Linked DNA regions of Sus scrofa: all the other regions are linked to region 2. The links are chromatin contacts, called in public Hi-C, promoter capture Hi-C and targeted proximity ligation maps. All regions are on one chromosome and are shown on one strand. The core of a region is the stretch at or near the end of the contact, and the rest is flanking DNA. Distances in the headings are between cores, read along the strand shown. Region 1 holds the start of UBE2V2 (ubiquitin conjugating enzyme E2 V2). Region 2 holds the start of SNAI2 (zinc finger protein SNAI2). Region 3 has its middle 110 kb from the start of UBE2V2. Region 4 holds the start of MCM4 (DNA replication licensing factor MCM4).

Region 1 (5,672 bases), core at 659-3,158, 390 kb after region 2:
GCTCCAGGAGTTCCTGCTGTGGTGCAGTGGGTTAAGAATCCAACTACATCGGCTCAGGTTGCTGCAGATGCATGGATTCCATCCCCAGCCTGGTGCTGTGGGTTAAAGGATCCATCATTGCCGCAGCTGTGACACAGGTTGCAGCTGCGGCTCAAGTTCAATTCCTGGCCCAGGTACTTCCGTATGCCTCAAGTTCAGCCATTAAAAAAAAAAAAAAAAAAGTTCCAATACATAATCCAGAACTTACTTTAGACACCTCTCCCCCAAGTGGACAACACTGTCACTCTTGTAAAGCACAAAAAAGGATAACTAGAACATAAAATTCACCAGGGCAATTTTTAGCAACAGTTTCAAAACAAATTTCAGTGGTTTAAGAAAACATCAATTAACTGCCTAAAATATATTCTTTTTAATTAAGCTAAAGTTTCAAATCTCATAAATCTAAACGGTGTAAATACAGAATTTAGGAATGCTGAAAATACAGACCAGAAAATACACATTCCAATATATAACAAATATGCAAATAATCTCACGGCAATTTCCTTACAACTCCCCCAAATGATTAAATGTGGTTAATAAAAAGTACCTGTCATTAATATAACCATTGGTCTTTTCAAAATATTTCCACACTCTCTCATATGTACAGTGTGTGTGGGGGGGATTGTGTTTAAGTAAAAAATGAAATCCACAAAGTGAAAACTATCAATCGAATGAAAATAAATCATTTTATTACTAAGTTTTCAAGAACCTATAAATACTAAGCACATCTCATAAACACAGCCCCACTAACAAGCACGCAGGATTTCAAATGGAAAGGGCAGTAATTATAAAGTTTTAACACTAAAATATCACTTTTAAATCACCCATGCTTTATTACTTAGTTCTCATCTCATCTCTCATCAGTCTACTGAAACAGTTCCCCAACACCAAAACTAAACATCTTATCGTGACGCCTGCACGTAGTCAAGATGAGACATTAAAAAGACACAACTTCTCACTGAAATGAATGTAGAATGGTATTACCTTGAGACTACCCATCACAACATACACTGATGCCTTCCACTTTAGTATGTAGACTTGAAAATTCGTTTTATTATATAATGATGACATGAAATGCAAAACTAGTTTGTATTAATGGGTATGATTAGAAAAATTAAAGATCATACGCATTAATATTTTTAAGTAATAAAGCCTAACATTTTGACTTTAACATTTAATAGTCAAATGTCTAAAATCTTAGTGGTAATACTTAATTTCAAAGTCTGTGCTCATAGAAAACAAAACTGTATTAAGTGCAAGAAAGGAGTTGAATAGCTAATCTAAGAAATTGCTTTTTCTTCAGTTAGCGTTCACCTCACTCCTTGCTTTTACTTAGTTTGCACCACAGTTTTTCACTCAAATGAAAGATAACACACCTGCGGTCAGTTAGGAGACGGCCCCGTCCTCCGCCCACGTCAAGGCGAGTCAGGAATCAGACTCGCTTCAGCCTGGACCCCCAAGCGAGCCCTCCCGCGCCCAGGTGGAGGTAGCCCACCCTGGGCACCCCTGCTCGCTCTCTCACAGTCCGCGAGCCCCCGCCTGCCTGACCCAGCAACGCCTGCAGGACCCCAGACCAAGCAGGGCCCAGCCCAGCTCTAGGGCGCGCAGCCGACGCGCGGGCACGACCGCCGCCCCGACAGCAGCCCCGACCCTCCCTGTTCCCAGTGCGCTTCACGGGGAACGCAGCCGCCAAGGGGCCGCGCTCCTGCTTCTCCGCATGGCCAGGCCGATAGCCGGCAGCAGGCGGAGGCGCAGCTCGGGTCGGGGTGGAAAAGCAAGCGGCCCGGCCGGGAACAGACCTGTGGAGACCGCCATCTTCTCCTGCAGCCCGACGCACCGCCCTCACGCACGCGAAGACCGCGCCACTTCCGGGAGCGCCACTGCCCGCCCTGCGGCTTCCGACTGCAGGGTCCCGCCCCGCGGCTTCCGGTGCGTCACCACGGACCCGCCCCGCGGTTTCCGGGTTCCCGAAGCGCTGCAACTACTTCAGAGAAATGTGACAGAAGAAGTTGACGGAACACTCTCGAGTCAGTCACCGTAAGAGAGAGCGAAGCGCGAGGCAAGAACGCTCCGGGAAGGGCTCGCGCTTCGGAGAACCCTCGCCGGCGTGACGTCACGGGCGTGCGTCGAGCCGGGGGGCGGAGCGCCGCCGAGGGCCCCCTGATGGGGAAGGACGCGGCTCTGAGAGTTGAACGGAGGGGTTGTGGGAGGAAGGCTGGTCCCGACGGGTCGTTTTCTGTGGAAATAATTCAAGAAGCGGATCGGAAGTTTAAAGAACCCTTAAAATTAAGCTACCTTATTCGTATTTTCTTTTGCGATATGAGTTGGTGGAGGCAATGATTAAGATCTACGTCCAAGTCTAGAAAATTCTCCCCAAAAGTGTAAAAGAGCTTCCGAGTCACAGAAGAGCCTCGCTGCGAACGTGCCCCCACTGTTGGCGGCGGCCGCGGGGACGCGCACAGACTCGGGTGGTGGCGCCAAGCCGGCCCCGCGTAGGACTGCCGGCGACCCCCGAGGGCTGCGAGGTCCCGGGGTGCGTGCACCCTGCTACCCGCAGAAGGGGCGCGGACGGAGTCCCGCACCCCCCGCGCTGGTATCCCCGACCGGGCGGGGCCGGGGAGCTCGTCCCAAGTCCTGCCTTAGTGGTACTTGCTATGCACAAGGCGAGGTGGTTCTTGTTGGGTGGTGCTGACTGAAAAAAACGCACAGCCTGAAAGCTGAGAGTTAGGTTTTGTTTGGCAGACATTCTGAGGACTTGGAGCGCGGGAGCCGAGACTCAGATCACTGTGAGGGACTGCTTGGAAGTGGGGGGAGTGTAGCAAAGACTAGAAAGTCTGAGCATCAGAACATTACTGTTGAAGAACAGACATCCCAAATTAAAGAATTTCACGCTTTTTTGTCTATGGAAAGGTGCAGAGTCTGGCATTGAAATATTCCTTTGACGAACACCTTAGCTACCTTGTGCCCTTAGTATCCCGCGCCCTCAGGATGCAGCCTTGGTGGTGGCTGCAGCGCTCCCTGGGCTGAATTCCCAATGTGGTGGCCTGATGGCTATGACATCCTTTGTTTACTGATATGGCAGGCAATATTTTTGGCCAAACCTGCAGCATGTGTGGAAGTTCCCAGGCCAGGAATGAAACCTGCACTGCTGCAGTAACAATGCCACTAGATCCTTAATGCTACGCCACTATTTTCTAGTCAGAGGGGCCACTTCTTTCCACCCTGCACCCTTATTTCTCACCCATCTCTTACACATGACTTAGACTTTGGGAGGAGGCAGATCCTGTTCTTAATTTCTGAATGTGCTGTGTCAGCTGCTTTTTCTTCCCAGTTGCTCCCAGCTATGCCTCATAATAGGAAGTGGCACTATAGAGTGCTCTTTTAAGATTTGTTGCACTCTTCTCTGGAAGGAAGCCTCTATAACGGCTCCCAGTGATCCCTTCTGGTGTTGATACCTTGTTTTATAATCCTCTTGCCTTTTGTGGGGGCTGGGTTTACTGACCAGCTTCCAATAAACAAAATAAGACAAGTGCAGGAATATCACTTCTGAGATTTTGTTTAGAAAGAATAGGCTGCTGGGAGTTCCTATTGTGGTTCAATGGAAATGAATCTGACTAGGCAGGTTCAATCCCTGGCCTCGCCCAATGGGTTAAGGATCTAGCATTGCTGTGAGCTATAATGTAGGTCACAGACATGGCTCAGATCCCACATTGCTGTGCCTGTGTTGTAGGCCAGCAGTTACAGCTCCAATTTGACCCCTATCCTGGCAAACTCTGTATGCTACAGGTGCGGCCCTAAAAAGCAAAAAAAAAAGGACTCCTGGAGTTCCCTAGTGGCTCGGGGGTAAGGATTCAGCCTTGTCACTGCTGTGGCTCAGGTTTAATCCTTGACCTCAGAACTTCTGCATGCTTTAGGCATGGGGGGCCAGAGACTGGATTTCCGACATGCTCTCTCTTGCTCCCTGTGAAGGAAGCCAGCTGTCATCCTGACAGCTGCCTTCTAGAGAAGCCCACGTGGAAAGGAGCTAAGATCTTCTGGCCCAAGAACCTTGAGGAAGTGAGGTCTTCGGTTCAACAGCCACAAAGAACTGAACCCTATCAACAAATATGGGGAGTTCCCATCATGGCGAACGAATCCCACTACAAACCATGAGGTTGCGGGTTCGATCCCTGCCCTTGCTCAGTGGGTTAACGATCTGGCGTTGCCGTGAGCTGTGGTGTAGGTCGAAGACGCGGCTCAGATCCTGCGCTGCTGTGGCTCTGGCGTAGGCTGGCAGCTACAGCTCCAATTAGACCCCTAGTCTGGGAAACTCCATATGCCCGCAGGAGTGGCCCAAGAAATGGCAAAAAGACAAAAAAAAAAAAAAACAAAACAAATATGGGGGTGAGCTTGCAAGCAGATCCTCCCCGTTATCTCTTTGGATGACACTGCATCCTGGGCCAGCCCCTTCATTGCCACTCTGCTAGAGACAGAGGAACCAGCTAAAGGTGCCCAGATTCCTGACCCACCAATAATGAGATAATACATGTTTGCTGTTTTAAGCCACTACATTTTGGAATAATTTGTTTTGCAGCAATAGGAAACAAACACACTCTCTCACAGTACCCAAGACATGGAAGCAACCTAAAGTGTCCATCGACAGAGGAATGGATAAAGAAGATGTGGTACATACATATGATGGATTATTAATCAGCCATAAAAACAAATGGAATTTTGCCTTTGTCAGCAACATGGATGCACCTGAGGGGTATTACGCTAAGTAAGTGAGACAAAGACAGATACTCTGTTTTCACTTATATGTGGAATCTAAAAAATCAAACAAACAAGTGAGTGTAATGAAACAGAAACAGGTTCATAGATATAGAGAACAGACTAATGGTTATCCGAGGGGAAAAGGAAGAAGGAGGGGCAAGGTAGTGTTAGGTGAGTAAGAGGTACAAACTACTATGCATAAAATAAATAAGGTGTGAGACTATATTGTGAAGGATAGGGTATATAGCCAGTGTTTTATAATAACTTTATTATTTATTTATTTATTTATTTTTTAATAGTTATTTCCCCAATGCAATTTTTTTTTCTGCTGTACAGCATGGTGACCCAGTTACACATACATGTACACATTCTATTTTCACTTATCATGCTCCATCACAAGTGACTAGACATGGTTCCCAGTGTATAATAACTTTAAATGGAATATTATGTAAAAGTTTAGAAACACTGCGTTGTACACCTGAAACTAATAATATTGTAAATCAAGTATAACTCGATTTTTTTAAAAAAAAAACTTTGTAAATTTCTCTTGCGATTTCATCTATACCTCAAGTGTTATTTAGAAGTGTGGTAATCAGTCTACACATATTTTGGGAGTCACTGAAGGTATTTGATGTCTGATAATGTTTACTCAATGTTTGGAGGATAAGCTAATGTACAATAACAGTAAGCAGTTATATTTTTTTTCCAGAGCCTCACCGCAGCATATGGAAGTTCCCAGGCTAGGGGTCGAATTGGAGCTGTAGCTGCCGGCCGACACCACAGCCACTGCAACACAGGATCCTTAACCCACTGAACAAGGCCAGGGATCGAACCCGAGTCCTCATGGATACTAGTTGGGTTCATTACCACTGAGCCACAAC
Region 2 (5,299 bases), core at 1,992-4,491:
GCAGCGATGTACACACATAGGCACACAGGATTGCACATGCTCCAGCTGAACTCGCTGGGCAGACACATTGCCGTGTGTTGTCACGTCCATGAGTTTCATCCACATCCACTCAGGAAAGGGACCCCCTCTGTGGTGAAGCGGAGTCTGTGTCAGCAGAAGGCTACACTCACTCTGATTACTTCCCCCACTTATACTGACTTGTCCCAAAGACCCTCTAAGGAAAGCAGGGAAGAGTACGGAACCTAATTCTGGTACTCAAGGGAAACAGTTATTTCTCTTCCAGAGGTTAAATGACTTTATCTGAAGCTGAGTTCAATGAGGAATTAGGAATGAAAATGCAACCACAAGGGACCTCACACCTCTCATTCAGACTCAAAGTTACATATAACAGCCGCTGTGTTACGCACTATATGTTACGCAGTATAACGCGCTGTGGATACCCCAGTCAAACCAGCGACATTCCAGTCAAACCAGGGACATTCCAAGACTGCATCTTGGGGGGTGGGGGGGTGACCCTCCCCAGGCCGAGGTTGCCTGGTCTGCTCACTCCTTCTCTAGTGGGGAAGGCACTGCCTTCACAGACCATGGCTCCACGTGGATGAAGCTCTCCCTGCAAAGCAAATAAGCCTGGGGTGCGTTCCCAACCTCATGAATCTAGTTTACTCCCCCATTTGGCAACGCAAGAATATGTCTTTCATGGAAAAGCCTGGGTCCCTGAGAAACCCCACCAGCACCGGGAGCCTGTGGGGAGGGGCTGGCCCGCCCACGAGGTCACAGCCCTTTCATTTACAAGGATTTCTACAAATCGTCTTTGTCAGCTTCCTCAGAAAACAGGAAAGGAGAGGCTGTGGGGTAAGTCACATCAGGTCCCCTCCTAGTAAAGTTCAGGACAATTAGGGAATTAGGTCACGTGGGCTTCTAACATGTCAGACCCCTCAGACCCCAGGTGGGGTGAGGGACCCCTGGGGGCGGAACCGTGGGGAGGCATCCTTTGAAGGCCCTGCTTCCTCCCAGGACCAAGGCCCTGGGGGAGTCAAGGTGGGAGCCTGGATTTTCTTCCCCTCACTGCTGGACCCCCCACTTCTGGGCCTCCCTTGGGGGGCTTTCTCTGCACCCCAGCACCCCGGTTCCCTCTCAGGACAAGCACCTGCCATCTCCTCACTATTCTGGGCGGCCCAAGATGTCCACCCAAGACTGGTTTCTCACAGAAAACATTTCATCTAGGGCTATGCCCACACATGGCCCCTCTGGCTCGGGGGCGGGGGGTGGGGACGGCGCAGCACCTTCACCCCCCCACTGGGCCTCTGTAGGCCCTGGGGTGTGGACCTGAGGGCCTTCTCCATCCTCACGCTCCACAGCTCCCAGCTGAGCACCTGGGCCCTGACTCCCCCTCCCCCGCCCACCCCCACCCCCCTTGCAGCCCTCCTGGGCTCCGGGTGCAGGCAGACCTATGTGAAGACATGCCCCAGATAGCCTCCGACACCCTGCACCCGCCTGGTAGGCGGAGAACACATCCCAACTCTGACTGGAGTCTGTGTGCTGACCCCCCTGACAGGCTCTGTCATCTGCGTTCAAGGGTTTCCTAGAGCATTTCTGTTCAGCTTTTAAGTGGGCTGTTGGAATACACACTTGGTAGGTTAGTGGCCAAGGAACAAGTATCAGATGCTCTCTGGCCTCCCCGCTGTGAGCTGACTCTGCGTGGAGCTGAGCCGGGAGGGAAAAGCAGGAGCTCTGGGCAAGATGCAAACTCTTTTTCAGGAAGCCGAGTGGGGGGAGGAGGGCTCCTGCCCCCCAAACCAGGGCCAATCTGATCCGATCCGAGGGAGCTTGTTCTGAGCCAGCCTCCGGTGTGTGGGAGATCTGATGCATATTCATATTTTCCTTTTAACATGAAGATCCCTCTAAATTCCTTTCCCTGGCGTTTGAACTAGTTGGGAGGAAAAAAAAAGAAAGGGGATCTCTGAAATTAGCTCAGGCAGCCTGAGCCCCGCCCTCCCCTGCACACTCCGGCCTCCCCCCAAGATTAAGAAGTTATGCAGCCTGACATGCACCTTCCTCTTACAAGTCTTGACTTCACACTGTTATTTTTCACCTTTTTCCTCCCAGCACCTGTTCCAATCAAGGGTAGCGTGGTCTGATTGCAAATGTGTTCTTTCCTTAGTCTTTAAGCCAAAGGTAGGGAGAATAATCTAGAAGGGACGGAAGTGCTTGTAAATATGGATATAATTTCACTTTTCAAATGAGCCACTTTAGGGTATTTTTAGATTAAATACCATACACACAACCAAAGTATTTTTGCTGATTGCTAGACTAGCTTAAAAGTTTAACCAAGCAGTGCTCAGGATGGCACCCTTTCTTTAAAAACACAATGCAGGGGAGGGGCAGAAACACATGAATTTTGACGACGTTATACCCAAGAAAAGAGCATGGTCTAAAAGCATATACATTTTTGAAATAATTGTCTCTCAAGGCCCCTTCACACTTTTTTTCCATAAAATTACATGGCGATGCCTGAAAAGATGCAAATGCCTTTGTGGGGAACCCTTCCCGTTCCAAAGGACATTAACCCATCCTTCGCTTTCATCCGTACGGTGCCCGGTCTCGCAGGCAGCCGGTCTTTCGGGGGCTACAAAGCGCTTCTTTCAAGCCTCACGGCTAATGTGGTGACACGCCTGCTTCATTTCCCCAGGCGCCGCCTCTGGCTCTGCCCCGGGCCTCCTGGACTCGAAGCGCGTCCCCAGCGAGAGGCGGGTGGTTCGCTAGCCGCGGGGAGTCCCCTGCGGGCCCGCCCCTCACTCACTGGGGCTTTGTCTTTGCCGCTACCTTTCTTGTCAAAAGCCGGGAGTGAACTGTTCCGTCCCTGAGCGAGCAGAACCTCTCCAAAGCCCAGAGGCTGGCCTGGGACCCGCGGGCCCCCTGCCTTTCCCAGCAAGCGCCAGAGCCCACAGCTGGAAGCCAGGCCAGGTTCAGCCGGATCCAGCTCGCCGAGAGCGCGAAGGGCCGACGAGCTGAAGAAGGAAAATTACCTCTTCTTGAAAATACTTAAGCACTTTTTTCCTCTCCACTGAAAGCCGGAGAACAGCCCATTTTGAACCAAAATAATTTAGTCTGACAACAGATTCTTCCTCTGTTCACAGCTGTCCCAGAGGGAGGAGCTGAAATCCGAACCTCTCGGCTGTGATTGGACCCTTCTTGCAAAAGGCAGGAAAAAAAGGCCTCCCCGCCACCGCGGGCTCAGTCCGCGAAGAGCCTGCGACCTGGCGGCGCCGCGCGCGCACCTGCCGGGGCCGCGATGCTGTAGGACTGCGCGCCCCGCGCCCCGCGCCCGGCGCCCCGCGCAGCCGGCAGGATGCCGCGCTCCTTCCTGGTCAAGAAGCATTTCAACGCCTCCAAGAAGCCCAACTACAGCGAGCTGGACACACACACAGGTAAAAGGGGGGCTCTATATTGCAACTCAGTCTGTCTATCAAGAGGTAAATAGCAGTGTGAGCTGCAGCTCAACTTCTACAAAAGTTAGAGGCGGAGCTGTTTTCCTCTAAACAGCGTCCCTCCTGAAAGAGCGGCCGTTCCTTTGATCATCTGGGCTAAGTTTTAATTCAAACTTTTCACTGGCCAGGAAAACTCCATTCGGCTCTTGCAACGTCACTTTCTGAAGCGTGTGCATACTTGCATAATGAGTACGCGGAGGATGAGTAAGGCCACGCGTAAATGTTGAATTACTGCTTTTTTTTTCATGTCATAAGGCTCCTTTCCTTTAGAAAGCAGCTGGATTTACGCCTGTCTTTGTACTCACAGTCATAAACCCTGCAAACAGCCCACGCGTAAAATGGAAGGGAACTTCTCTGCAGCTTTCGAGGTAGTGGATAGGCTTTCCCCTCGCTGGGGACCGCGGAGGCCCTAGCTGGGCGGGGCTGGGCTGCGCTCGCTGACCGCCGAGCCGCTGCAGCCCCGCGACGCTCCGTGTGCGCCCCAAGTACAGTGACCGCGCGAGTAGCAAGGGTGGGAAGAAATGTCCTACCAACGCCTGCGAGTTCCTCCTGCGCGCGTCCTCTCGTCCGTTTGCGTTGCCAAGCAGCTTCGTGGTGGGTTTTCATAGGTTTCTCTCCGCCTCACTCTTCCTTCCCCTCTTGTCTTCCCCAGTGATCGTTTCCCCGTACCTCTATGAGAGTTACCCAATGCCTGTCATTCCACAACCGGAGATCCTCAGCTCGCGAGCCTACAGCCCCATTGCGGTGTGGACCAGCGCGGCTCCGTTCCACGCCCCGCTGCCCAACGGCCTCTCCCCCCTGTCCGGATACCCCCCACCCTTGGGGCGTGTGAGCCCCCCTCCTCCATCCGACACCTCATCCAAGGACCACAGCGGCTCCGAAAGTCCCGTTAGCGACGAAGAGGAAAGACTCCAGTCCAAGCTTTCCGACCCCCACGCCATCGAAGCCGAGAAGTTTCAGTGCAATTTATGCAGTAAAACCTATTCGACCTTCTCAGGGCTGGGCAAGCACAAGCAGCTGCACTGTGACGCCCAGTCTAGGAAGTCCTTCAGCTGTAAGTACTGCGACAAGGAGTACGTGAGCCTGGGCGCCCTGAAGATGCACATTCGGACCCACACCCTACCTTGTGTCTGCAAGATCTGTGGCAAGGCCTTCTCCAGACCCTGGCTGCTTCAAGGACACATCAGAACGCACACTGGTAAGAGGGAAGGCAGGCAGGCCGTCACCAGCCGACAGGAGGAAGCCCTGGGCTGACTGTCGGATTTGCCTTAAGTGGTGACACAGTGCTTTTAATGATGGATGGTCATTTATAGCCACTTCCTGACGACTCAAAAGTCGACAGAGCACAAAGGGCTCCTTTGCTGGCTAACGGCCTCAGCTCTGGCTCCAGAGACCACAAACAGCAGGTAGACTTTGGAAAGCAGATTCAGAAGGTTTGGTCTCAAAGATCAGTAGAAAACCAGGAAGGATGTACTTGAATGTGTGTTCTGTGAAATGGCTAATACCACTAATCAGCAAATAACTACGTTGCTCTCTCAGTCAGTCAAGCCGAGAGACAAATCAATGAAGCGATTTGCTGTTGTTTTTTTGTTCGTTTCATTCTTGCTGGCATGTCTGCCACCCTCAGCAAGGTGGGTTGTTAGGGCCGAATCTGCTTTCCGTTATTTGCTTGTGTTTTGTTTTTGCTGCTGAATTTTCTATTCCTAGCGCAACATCACCCAGCCAGGAGTCGAGGCATTTATCCAGCCTTAGTCATGATACACTGAAGGAGGGAAAAGGGGAAATGTTGGGAAATGTGGGGAGGAGTTCTC
Region 3 (5,302 bases), core at 2,022-4,521, 280 kb after region 2:
CAGGTCTCGGCTGTTGTAATTAATGTCGTAATGAATATAGGGGTGCATACATATTTTTGAGTTATTGTTTCTATTTTCTCTGGATACATACCCAGAAGTGGGACTGCAGGGTCATGTGGCAGGTCTGTTTTTCACTTTTGAAGAACGTCCACACTGTTTTCCATGGTGGCTGCACAAGTTAGGTTCCCTTTCTCACATCCTCGCCAGCACCTATCTCGTCTTCTTGATGACAATGTGAGGTGATACGTCCTTGTGGCTTTGATTTGCATTCCCTGGTGACTAGTGATGTCGAGCACCTTTGCAGGTACCTGTTGGCCATCCCGATGTCCTCTTTACAAAAATACGTATCCAGATCCTCCATCCGTTTTTTATTGGATTATTTGGTTTGCTGCTGTCGCATTGCACAAGTTCTTTATATATTTTGGATATTAACCCTTATTAGGGTTTGCAAATATTTTTTCCCATTTCATGGGTTATTTATTTTTTTTACTGTGTTGATGCTTCCGTTGCTGTGCAGAAGCTTTTACTTTTTTATTTTATTTTATTTTATTTTTTGCTTTTTAGGCCGCACCCATGGCATATGGAAGTTCCCAGGCTAGCGGTCAAATCAGAGCTGCAGCTACCGGCCTACACCAGCAACGATGGATCCCCGACCCAATGAGCGAGGCCAGGGATCAAACCCACATCCTCATGGATACTATTCGGATTCATTTCCACTGCATCACAACAGGAACTCCATGCGGAAGCTTTTTAGTTTGAAGTAGTCACACTGGTTTCTTTATTTATTTTGTTGCTTGTGATTTTCAAGAAATCATTACCAAGATCCATGTCAAGGAGATTTTTCCTGTGTTTTCTTCTAGGAGTTTCACAGTTTCAGTTTCACAGTTCAGTTTCACTTAAATACTTAAGTCTTTAATTCATTTCGAGTAAAGTTTTGTGGGGGGTATAAGATAGAGGCCAGTTTCATTTTCTTACATGTGAAGATCCAGTTTTCCCAGCACCATTTATTAAAGACTCTCTTTTCTCCATTGGGTATTCTTGGCTCTCCTGTCAGCTATTAGTTGACTTTCTATGCTTGGGTTTATTTCTGGGTTCTCCATTCTGTCCCATTGATCTGTGTATCTGTGTTTATGCCAATAGTGTCCTGTTTTGATAATGGCAGCTTTACAGTATAGCTTGAAACCAGGAAGTGTGATGCTTCCTGCCTTGATGAGCTGATTTTTATATGACCTAATTTTGAGACCTTTGTCAGTCCCTCAATCTCTTTGAGTATCTGTTTCTGAATCAATAAAATACGGAGTTTGGACTATTTATTGCCATGGTTCTTTCCAGGTCTAAAATGCCATTTTCATTTAAAGCAGCCTTACTGTGGGGGACAACACACCTTAAAAGGAAATGGCAAGTCCAAAGTAAAGCAGCACATCTCTGAAGGGTGGCTGGTGGGGGCAGCAGGGGAGCAGCCCGGCTTACTCAAGGCTGGTCCCTCCAGAAGGAACACCCATGCAGGATTTAAACAGATGAGAAATAAACCTTTGTCATCTTTACCCCTTTATACACTCAGAGGCTTCACTGCCATAACAGCCACTGTTAACTGATACACTTCTGGGCCTTAGTTCCGTCATTTAAAAGAATGAGACCAGGAGTTCCCGTCGTGGAGCAGTGGTTAACGAATCCGACTAGGAACCATGAGGTTGCGGGTTCGGTCCCTGCCCTTGCTCAGCGGGTTAACGATCCGGCGTTGCCGTGAGCTGTGGTGTAGGTTGCAGACGCGGCTCGGATCCCGAGTTGCTGTGGCTCTGGCGTAGGCCGGTGGCTACAGCTCCAATTCAACCCCTAGCCTGGGAATCTCCATATGCCGCAGGAGCGGCCCAAGAAATAGCAACAACAACAACAACAAAAAAAGACAAAAAGACAAAAAAAAAAAAAAAGAATGAGACCAGTATGTCGCCTCTAGGAAAGTTTCTGTAGTTTATATGGAACAGCGTGAGTGAAAGGCCCACCATGAGCCCTCAGCAGCAGGTGTCACTCTGGGTTCCGTCCCCAGCCCCACTGCAGGGAAGGACACAGAGACCCTGCCCCCTGCGTGGGCAGTGAGGCCATGCTCCCTGAGGTCACCAGCCTGTGTCCCCAGGGAGACCCATTGTCATGAGTGCCCCAGTCACCCTCCACCCACACCCCCCACAGTGCTTTCCCTCCCCCCAGGTAAAACCAGGCTGAGCCTGGAACAAGCGCCATCGTGTGACATCCATGTGTGTCTGTGTCTGCAAGGAGGCAGGAAGACAGCATGTGCTGAGCCTGGACCCCCAGGGACACCTGCTGCCGCCTTCCCCACCAACAAAAACCACTTGGGACTGCGAGGCCCATTAGGGAGGCCACGGCATGAACGGAGTGCAGAGGCACAGAAGAAGGCCAGAGTCAAGACAATCATCCTTGGGCTATGGTGCCTTTGGCGCAGGGCCACCTCCAAGCACTGGTCACCCTTGCTTGGTCACCCATGAGAGTGCAGGAAGACCCAAACTTCCAAGGGCCACCGAGTGCTCTGCGCACCAGGAGCTGGAACATGAAGACACAGCGGCAGCTCCCAGTGTTTCCTGTCGGCCTTGCATCTTGGCCTCAGTGGCCCAGCATTTCCTCTGTTTCATGCCACATCTCCAATACCCTGGCTTCCTACCACTTTTCTTGCCCATTTCCTCAAAATAGATCTCATTGTCCTTTTTCTCTACAAATGCTTCCAAGGTTTCCAGTTTCCATTACCCAGGAGGAATGCACCTGTGGGTGCCCCCCCCCCCCGCCCCCAACAACCAGCACCTTTGAACCACAAAACAGCAAGGAGCCCAGAGGCCGGTGGGCGGATGGGAGGTGAGGCTGCAGACCCGCCCGGTCAGCTGGGCTTTGCCTGGAAGTGCCGGCCCTGGGAACCTGGGGCGGCTGCCACCCAGCCGCGAGGGAGCCGGGCTGCCAGCCTGCCGCCCCTGCAATGCCCCCGCATGGTCAGGCCAGTGTCCCGCTGGGGCTGGTCCTCAGGCCCCGCCTTCTCAGCCCTCACCCGGCTGCCCACCCCGTCACTCAGTGAGGGGGTCCCTTGGGGCAGTCAGACCCGCCTCCCTGAAATCACCCCTTCCCCCGGCCTGCTCTCACACTTCCCTTTGCTGCCACTGCTTCTTAGTGTGTTTTAAGGCTCCTCGGAGACTCGCCTAAGACTCTGCTGAGACTTTGCACGCCCTCGGCCCGGGCTCCCCGCCGGCGACGGGCCCGCGAGCGCCCCAGTGTGGCGCCCGCTCCCGCCCACCTTCCCCGTCCACAAACCTCGGGAGAAAGAGAGGCAGGCTGGGGCGCGGGCGGGATTGGAAGCTGTAATTCAACCTAATAGTTGAGGCTTGGCAAGTGCACCTCTGGGACTTCTTGAAAACCCCCGAATCTTTTTCATTTCGGAGCAATTAAGCCGACCCCGGCGTCCTGGCTCCAGGAAGCCGCCCGCTCTGGGTTTATTGCCGTTTCCTCTCCCCGGGCCAGCACCAGCTCCAGCCTCGCCTTTCGGTGCCACCGAGGGGCCCCAGGAGCCCGTGGGCGGGGGCGGGGCGGGCCGCGGGCACATGTGGCTGCCAGGCCCGGGCTGAGGCGCTGGTGTGCAGCGTGATCAGAAACATCCAGCGGTAATTTAATAGTTCCCCCCAGCACGGACGTGAAGTCCGGGGAGGCTCCTCGCAGCTTAACCCTTGGAGGGGCGACAACGGCCAGAGGGAAGGGAAATTCGGCTCAGACGGTTGTTGCCCTGGGATTTTTGCTCTTCAGACGTTTGCTCTGCTGTTAGAGAGGAAGATGAGATCTTGGGGGACTTGCTGGGCTGAAATATGTATGAAATGCCCTCTTCAATCCTGGGGGAGCACCTTCCCACCAGACCCACGCCAGTCAGGGGGTGACCAGGTGCTGCCTTCCTAAGAAGTGTTTGAGTCCCACTTTGATTTAAGAGACTGAGGTCCCTCTCCAGCTGGGGAGCGCCCTCTGCAGTGAGGACCGAGGGCAGGCTCCGTCCCAGTGGGTTCTGGGACGATCCCACAGCTGAAGACTAGAAGCGTGAGCCGTGGAAGAAAAACGTCTTCCGGCTAGAATTTTTCTTCCTAAATTACAGTAAATTTCCCTAAAATCCATCACCTGCCATTGTCAAAACTTTCCACACCCAATCAGCCGTCAAGGCTTCTGCTGCAAACACACCACCTACTGTGTGCCCTGGAGCCTGCTGCAGGAAAATCCCCTCCCTGTCCCCATCCAGCTCCACCCAAAGCTCCCAGGAATGTGCACGAGACTCCCCCCACCCGACCCACAGAGTCAGACTCCAGGCAGGGTTGGCATTTGCCGACTCCCTGTCACTCTGAGCCGCTGGCCTCCAGGAGCAGCTCCACCTCCACGTGAGACAAGGGGTGCAGCTGGCCCGGCACCCACCTTGCTTCATGGCTAAGACACCAGCAGCACCTCTGGCTTCACTGCCCTTATCTGCACAGCGTCGTCTGGTACAGTTTTGTGCACGTGGAACGAGTTAACATTGGAAAAGCATTTGGAACAGAAAGTGGCTACTGTGGGTGCCAGGCGGACGACGTGCATCAGACCATGTGGCACCGGCTGCTGTGACCGAGAAAACCGCAGCATTGGGAGAGCTTGGCCTGCCCGGGAGCAGGGCTGCGTCCCTGGGAAGGGGCTCCTCATCGACGTGGTACAGACGGAGCCGATTAGGAGACAGCAGAGATGACCGGAGGGGCACAATGTGCTTATTTATGAATTAGCAGCAGGGCCAGCCACTGCCCCAATTGCTCCAGCCCCAGCATGCGGCGGCTTCCCAACAGGCCCTGCTCTGTGAACAGCAGAGGTGTGGGGGCCCTCGGGGCTGCACAGGGCCTCTTCAGAGACCACATGCCCACCCCCAGGGCCTAATACCCCAAATCCATGCCTGTCTGGGGTCTGCGCCTGTCCAGGGTCTGTGAAACCTGTGCCTCTGCTGCCTCTGCCCACTGAGCAGGGAGCCAGCTGGGAGGGGTCGGCCTGGACTTGGGGGCAGGCTGTGGGTCCTGGTGTGTGCAGCCCCCACCCACTTTCTGATGAGAAACTTCTCTATCAGATGTAAAACATTTGATGTACATTGATCTAATGCACAAGAGGATGCGGTATTTATTTCTTAATTTGCATGTTTGATAAATATGTACAGCTTTATGAGAAACACATGTTACCCTGGATGGGGGGAGAAGCTCTGTCGGATGCTCTGAGAACTGAGGCTCTTCAGAGAGACCAGCGTTCTGTTGTGAAATGTATC
Region 4 (5,336 bases), core at 915-3,414, 420 kb after region 2:
TGAGCATATTTGATTACCTCCCCAAGTCGCTGCATGTACAGAGGTTCAGTAATGTCTATGCCAACATTTTCTTCTTCTTTAGCCAGAGGATCGATAAAACGCTGAATAAATCTCTTAATGGGGAGAGAAAAACATTAAGCTTAATGCAGGTAGGAATAAGCAACTATACAAAACAAAGTTATAAACATTGGGGTGCATATATCTTTTCAGGTTAGTCAAGACGTGGAAACAACCCAAGTGCCCATCAACAGAAAACTGGCTTAATAAGATATGAGAAGAAAAGACATACACAGTAATACTACTCAGCCATAAAAATTGAAAAATTGCTGTTTGCAGCAACATTGATGGGTCTAGAGAACATTATACTTAATGAAATGTCAGGTAAGAAAAAGACAAATGCTATATGATATCACTTATGTGTGGCATCTATAAACACAAATAAATCTATACACAAAACAGAAACACACAGACATAGAAAGCAAACTTATGGTCAACTGTGATAAAAAAAAAGAAAAAAGAAAACAAATTTACGGTTATCAAGGGGAGAGGAAAGGAGGGAGAAATTAGGAATATGGGATTAACAGACACAAGTGCTATATTTAAGATAGAAGGGCAATATGGGTTTACTGTATAGCACAGGAAGTTATAGTCAGTATAATAACCTATAATGGAATATAAACAAAAAAACACATATAATAACTAAATCACTTTTCTATACACATGAAAATAACACAATATTGTAAATCAACTATACTTCGAAAAAAATAGTGTGTCAATTTGGAGACAGCCATATTTCTCTTCTTAAAAACTTGTCAGCTACATAAGGATCTGCCCCTAAATATCACAGGTTACTTAGATGCAGTTACAAACACTTTCTTCCAGCCATTTCTGGAGCCTGCAGGATGACAAATATCTCACCTGAAAATTTTCTTTGCACGTTGCCACATTTACATCTGTTCCCCAAATCACGAGCTTCTGGCCCAAAGACTGCTCGCTTGCCACTATATCCTCTGCGGCCGGCTGTATAGGAAAAGACGACGTGAGCAGGGTCACGGGGATGGCTCACCTCGCCCGGCCCCTATGCCCGGGACCGCCCAGCACTCACCCCGTCCGAGTGCAAGTCCACCTGCAGCCCCTTGCGCGCCGACCCCAGGTCGGGCCTCTGCCGCACCGGTGTACCACGAACGCCACTCCTTGGGGTGCCCTCCACTCTTGAGCTTGGGGTGCCGTAGGTCAGCGGCGAGCTCATGTCCAGGTCCAGGGGGGCCCCTGGGGACCGGGTCCCATGGGGTGAGCGCAGGGGCCTGATTCTCGTTCACTACCCCCACCTGGGAGCACCCCACCCCAGCCACCTCCCAATCCTGCGGACCCCCGAACCCCGACCGGGTGGCTAACCTGCCGACGGCGCACGGGGCGAGCTGCGGAGCTCGATGCCTGGCGACAAGGGCAGCAGCTGAGGTTCTCCAGCTGACGGGGGGTCCTGGCCTAAGGGGAAGGGCATGGCGGCGTCGGCGCAGGTGGCCCCGGAGCCGCACGGAGACTGGGGACTCGGGGCTGACCCGGCACTGCCCGCCTGCCCTCCCCGGGGACCCCACGGGGCACAGCCCAACCCCGGGTATTCACCTGGCTGCGTAGGGGCGGCCCGCCGAGTGCTGCGACGGCTTGGGGTGGACGCCGGGGACGACATGGCTGGCTGCACGACAGGGATACTGGCTCGAGTGGATCCTCCCAGATGGACGCCCGCCTTCTTCCCGCGTTCCTGAACCCCTTCCTCTCAGCCCTTCCCCCAGCCCCGCCGACCCGCGGGGCCACACCTGAGGGTCGCGCTTGCTTTGCTCCAGCAGGGCCCAGGTTTCCCGCCGGCGGCACCGTTGTCTCCGCCCCCTGGCGGCAGCCCACCAATCAGAGCGGCGCCCTGCTTCCGGAAAGGACCACTGTGTAGCAGCAGGGGAAGCTAGACGGCCTCCCCACGCGCCCCGCAGGAGACTGACGCAGAACTCCCCGGCTCGAGTGGTCTTGTCCGCGACTGGAGCGCGATTTCGCGGGAAATCTAGGGAGATCGCCTGACTGCGTTCAGGGTCCAGGCGCCAAAGGGCGTTCCTTGGTGGAGCCGCTCCTGCGTCCTTTGGAAGTCCAAAGGATACGTCCCTGCTCCTTACACAGGGCTAGCTGTCGTCCCTGATCCGAGCCCTGGCCTGTCTCTTTCTGCCTGGGGCACTTGGTCAATTCGCCACCTGTCCTCCGCATCTACTTCTGGAGGTCGAGCCGTTGAATTCCTGACTCTCCCCAAGTTCTAACGTTTTGTTTTAAGGGTACTGTGGACCCCACGTTCATAACCCTCCCCAAATCTTAAAGTACGTGTAAGTAAGTCACTATTCCTACAGGGAGACCCCCTCGAGGGTCCCGGGAAAGGTTTCAGCACGGAAAACCGAATCGAAGGCATTTCAAGGACCGGAAAGTGTGTGCGCAAGCGCCCGGGAACCTTGCAGGTCCGCGAAGCCCCGCCCACAGCCCCACCCCCTGCGCCACCGCACTTCTGGGCCGGGGCCTGGTGTGCGCAGGCGCGATCCTCCGCCGTCATGGCTGATTCGGGGTCCGGCGTGCGGCTCTCCCTGCTGCAGCTGCAGGAGTCCTTGTCGGCCTCCGACCGCTGCAGCGCGGCGGTGGCCAGTTGTCAGTTGCTGCGTGGTCTGGGGCAGGAGTGCGTGCTGAGCTCCGGCCCGGCGCTGTTGGGTGGGTACGGTTCCTCGCTTCCGTCGGCTGGTCCAGCGTGGGCGACTAGGGCGGTGTTTGAACTGGGTCCTCAGAATTTGTGATGTGTTCAAAAGTGGTTTAACAGCTGCCTCTTAACGGCAGAGTTGAGGTATTTAAAGCAAAGCCGAGGGTGGTGAGGGAGTTCCCGCTGTGCGCAGTGGGTTAAGAATCCGATTGCAGCGGCTCGGACCGCAGAGGTGCGGGTTCATGCTCCTGGCGCAGGGGGTGAAGGCTCCCTCCTTGCCCTCTGGGCCGGGCATTTCCCCGTGTCCCCTGCGGCCATAAATCAATGCCCTGAATTGGGCCATCATTGCTCTCCACAGTGGGGAGGGTAATCGAGAGGATAGTGTTTTCTTCCACGTCACTCTCGCCTAAACCCGCCAGTCCATCTTCCAAAAGTTTCACTGGGAATATTCAGCGTATGTCTATTCTCTTGAGAGGTTATCCAGAAGTGTATTGATATTCTACCCCTTCTCAGACATAACACAAGCTTAGTGTTTAAATCAACACAGGGTTGTTAAAGTTTTGGAAGCCCAGCAGGCCTCTCATCAAGCTAAAACCAAGGTAGCAGGCATGTCCCCTTTCCTTTTTCTACAGCCCTTGGGGAAGAATTCATGTCCTTTTTCATTCAGGTTGTTAGCAGAATTGAGCTCCTTGCAGCTGTAGGAGAGAGGTCCCTTTTCTTCTTGCTGGTGCTCCTTGCTTCTAGAAGGCATGTGCAGTTCGAGGACTATTCCTCCCTATCTTCAAAGCCAGCAGCAGTGGGTCGGGCAACACAGGTGGAATCCTTATGTTCTCTGATTACCCATCTTCCTCCCCTCTTCCTCTTGTGAAGGCCCTTTTGAGTGAACTGGGGCCCCAGGTGGCCCAACAGTCTCCCCAGTTTAAGGACAGCTGAGTAGTGACCTTAGTTCCACAGGCAACTAATTTTCATTTGCCATGTAAAGTGAGCATACTGACAGGTGTGACACTAGAAGTTAGGATATGGACATCTTTGGGACCATTATTCTGCCTACCTTATCCCTATGGAACGTCATCTAGAACTTCCTGTTTTCCTTGCCAAAATATGGCCGCCTTAGGCTAGTGTTTTATCACTCAAAAGGCAACAGCTTTAGGGGGCATTTATAGAGTACTTCTTGGCAGTTTACTAATTTGTTGCTTTTTTACAGCATTACAGACTTCCTTAGTTTTTTCCAAAGATTTTGGTGTGCTTGTATTTGTTCGGAAATCACTTAGCATTGATGAAGTAAGTTGAAGATTTCCATTTTATTCTTCTTGATATGCCTTCATGTTGAGGGACTGTGATTCTTACTCATGTATACTATGATTTTTTTTTTAATTATAGTTTCGTGATTGTAGAGAAGAAGCCTTAAAGTTTTTATATATTTTCTTAGAAAAAATTGGCCAGAAGATCACACCTTATTCTCTCGATATTAAGGTAAGGAGGAAAAAACATACCTTGTGTACCAAAGTCCATTGTAACTTAACGGTGTAGATTAAACTTGGATTTTGATTTTATGTCTACATTTCTCATTGGGGAGCTTATTTATTTCTTTCTCTCTCTCTTTTTTTTTTTTTCGAGTTTACTTATGTCTGCTTGATTGTGTTAGAAATGCAGTGGGCTTTTTTTTTTTAATTTAATGAAGTGAGGTCCTAGTCAAGAAGTAGTAAATGGGAGTGTGTTGTATTTTGGTGCTGCTCTTCTCAGAAGTAACTTTAGTTGTTGTTAAATCTTAGTTAAACAACTAAGATCTTATTGATGATTTGGAATATCTCCTTTTAAAACCTAGAATACTTGTACCAGTGTTTACACAAAAGATAAAGCCGCTAAATGTAAGATTCCAGCCCTAGATCTTCTTATTAAGGTAATTAAAAAAAATTTCCAAGTGCATGTGTTTCATATTAAGTGTAACTTAAATAGAAAGCTGGAGTTTGGGGTTATGTTTTGGGTGAGAGGTTTTGGGATAAGCTCAGATCACATCCACGTGTGGGGAGGATGCACGTTTCCCAGCCATCACCTAATAATGTCTTGGTATTTTGCCTTCAGACCCTTTTGGGAAGCAAGGGAAGAATTTGGGGTTGTGAGGGGGATGAGGGGGAAGACAGCTGAGGAACTGACTTGCTCCTAAAACCTAATGCTGCTAAGAGCTGCCAGGCTCCTCCTCATTGTGCCTTTGAATGTTTTCCAGAGGGGCCTGTGTGTTGTTTTTAGTGGTTGTAGGGGCTCACGCTCACCTGGGTCTTGGTCTTAGATGCATCTCTCTTATCTTGTCTGTCTTAGGATTTCTTTGGGTCTGTTTGGTCCTTCTTGGCCTCAGTGCCTGAGATCATGGGTCTAGTGATAACTTTTCTTAAGTCTACATCCTCTTGCTTTTGTAAACCCTATTTTTCCACCACCCACCTCAAATTCCACCTCCCAAATAATTTGGCTGGAGAAGAGTCCTGATGGGTCAAGCGTGAGTATAGGTCAAGCACGAGTGCCCCAAGGTCCACGGTTGTGGGCCTGTGCTGTGTGCAAAGTCGGTTCCCTCCATCCTCTGTAAACTTTGCTGACTTGCACTCTTTCAGTTACTTCAGACTTT

The links. Promoter capture Hi-C pulls out the DNA fragments that hold promoters and counts their contacts. A called contact is a pair of places that touch in the nucleus more often than the background predicts.
Region 1: a contact with region 2 is called in a Hi-C map of embryonic fibroblasts, with 2.0 times the contacts expected there. A contact is called at or near these places in 2 of 5 promoter capture datasets (fetal skeletal muscle and liver), 4 of 47 Hi-C or Micro-C datasets (embryonic fibroblasts, fibroblasts, heart right ventricle and 1 more) and 1 of 2 datasets of targeted methods (skeletal muscle).
Region 3: a targeted proximity ligation map of skeletal muscle shows a contact between it and region 2. A contact is called at or near these places in 1 of 5 promoter capture datasets (liver), 14 of 47 Hi-C or Micro-C datasets (adipocytes, embryonic fibroblasts, epiblast stem cells and 8 more) and 1 of 2 datasets of targeted methods (skeletal muscle).
Region 4: a contact with region 2 is called in a promoter capture Hi-C map of fetal skeletal muscle, with 8 times the contacts expected there. A contact is called at or near these places in 2 of 5 promoter capture datasets (fetal skeletal muscle and liver), 3 of 47 Hi-C or Micro-C datasets (embryonic fibroblasts and mesenteric adipose tissue) and 1 of 2 datasets of targeted methods (skeletal muscle).

The regions. Positions count from the first base shown.
Region 1 is chr4:79,650,594-79,656,265 of Sscrofa11.1, forward strand. It overlaps UBE2V2 (ubiquitin conjugating enzyme E2 V2), which reads right to left and starts at 1,909. Exons shown (of 4, transcript NM_001243391.1): 1 at 1,839-1,909. The coding sequence starts at 1,854. LOC102164310 (a long non-coding RNA gene) reads left to right here and starts at 4,676. Exons shown (of 3, transcript XR_002343341.1): 1 at 4,676-4,798.
Region 2 is chr4:79,261,639-79,266,937 of Sscrofa11.1, forward strand. It overlaps SNAI2 (zinc finger protein SNAI2), which reads left to right and starts at 3,242. Exons shown (of 3, transcript XM_005663090.3): 1 at 3,242-3,428; 2 at 4,141-4,686. The coding sequence starts at 3,350.
Region 3 is chr4:79,544,715-79,550,016 of Sscrofa11.1, forward strand. No RefSeq gene overlaps it. Among named protein-coding and RNA genes, the nearest start is that of UBE2V2, 110 kb to the right of the region's middle.
Region 4 is chr4:79,684,800-79,690,135 of Sscrofa11.1, forward strand. MCM4 (DNA replication licensing factor MCM4) reads right to left here and starts at 2,165. Exons shown (of 17, transcript XM_021089418.1): 1 at 1,815-2,165; 2 at 1,624-1,693; 3 at 1,396-1,485; 4 at 1,106-1,269; 5 at 919-1,020; 6 at 18-113. The coding sequence starts at 1,687. PRKDC (DNA-dependent protein kinase catalytic subunit) reads left to right here and starts at 2,576. Exons shown (of 86, transcript XM_021089419.1): 1 at 2,576-2,733; 2 at 3,924-4,000; 3 at 4,100-4,192; 4 at 4,545-4,619; 5 at 5,323-5,336. The coding sequence starts at 2,580. LOC102164310 (a long non-coding RNA gene) reads left to right here. Exons shown (of 3, transcript XR_002343341.1): 3 at 211-689.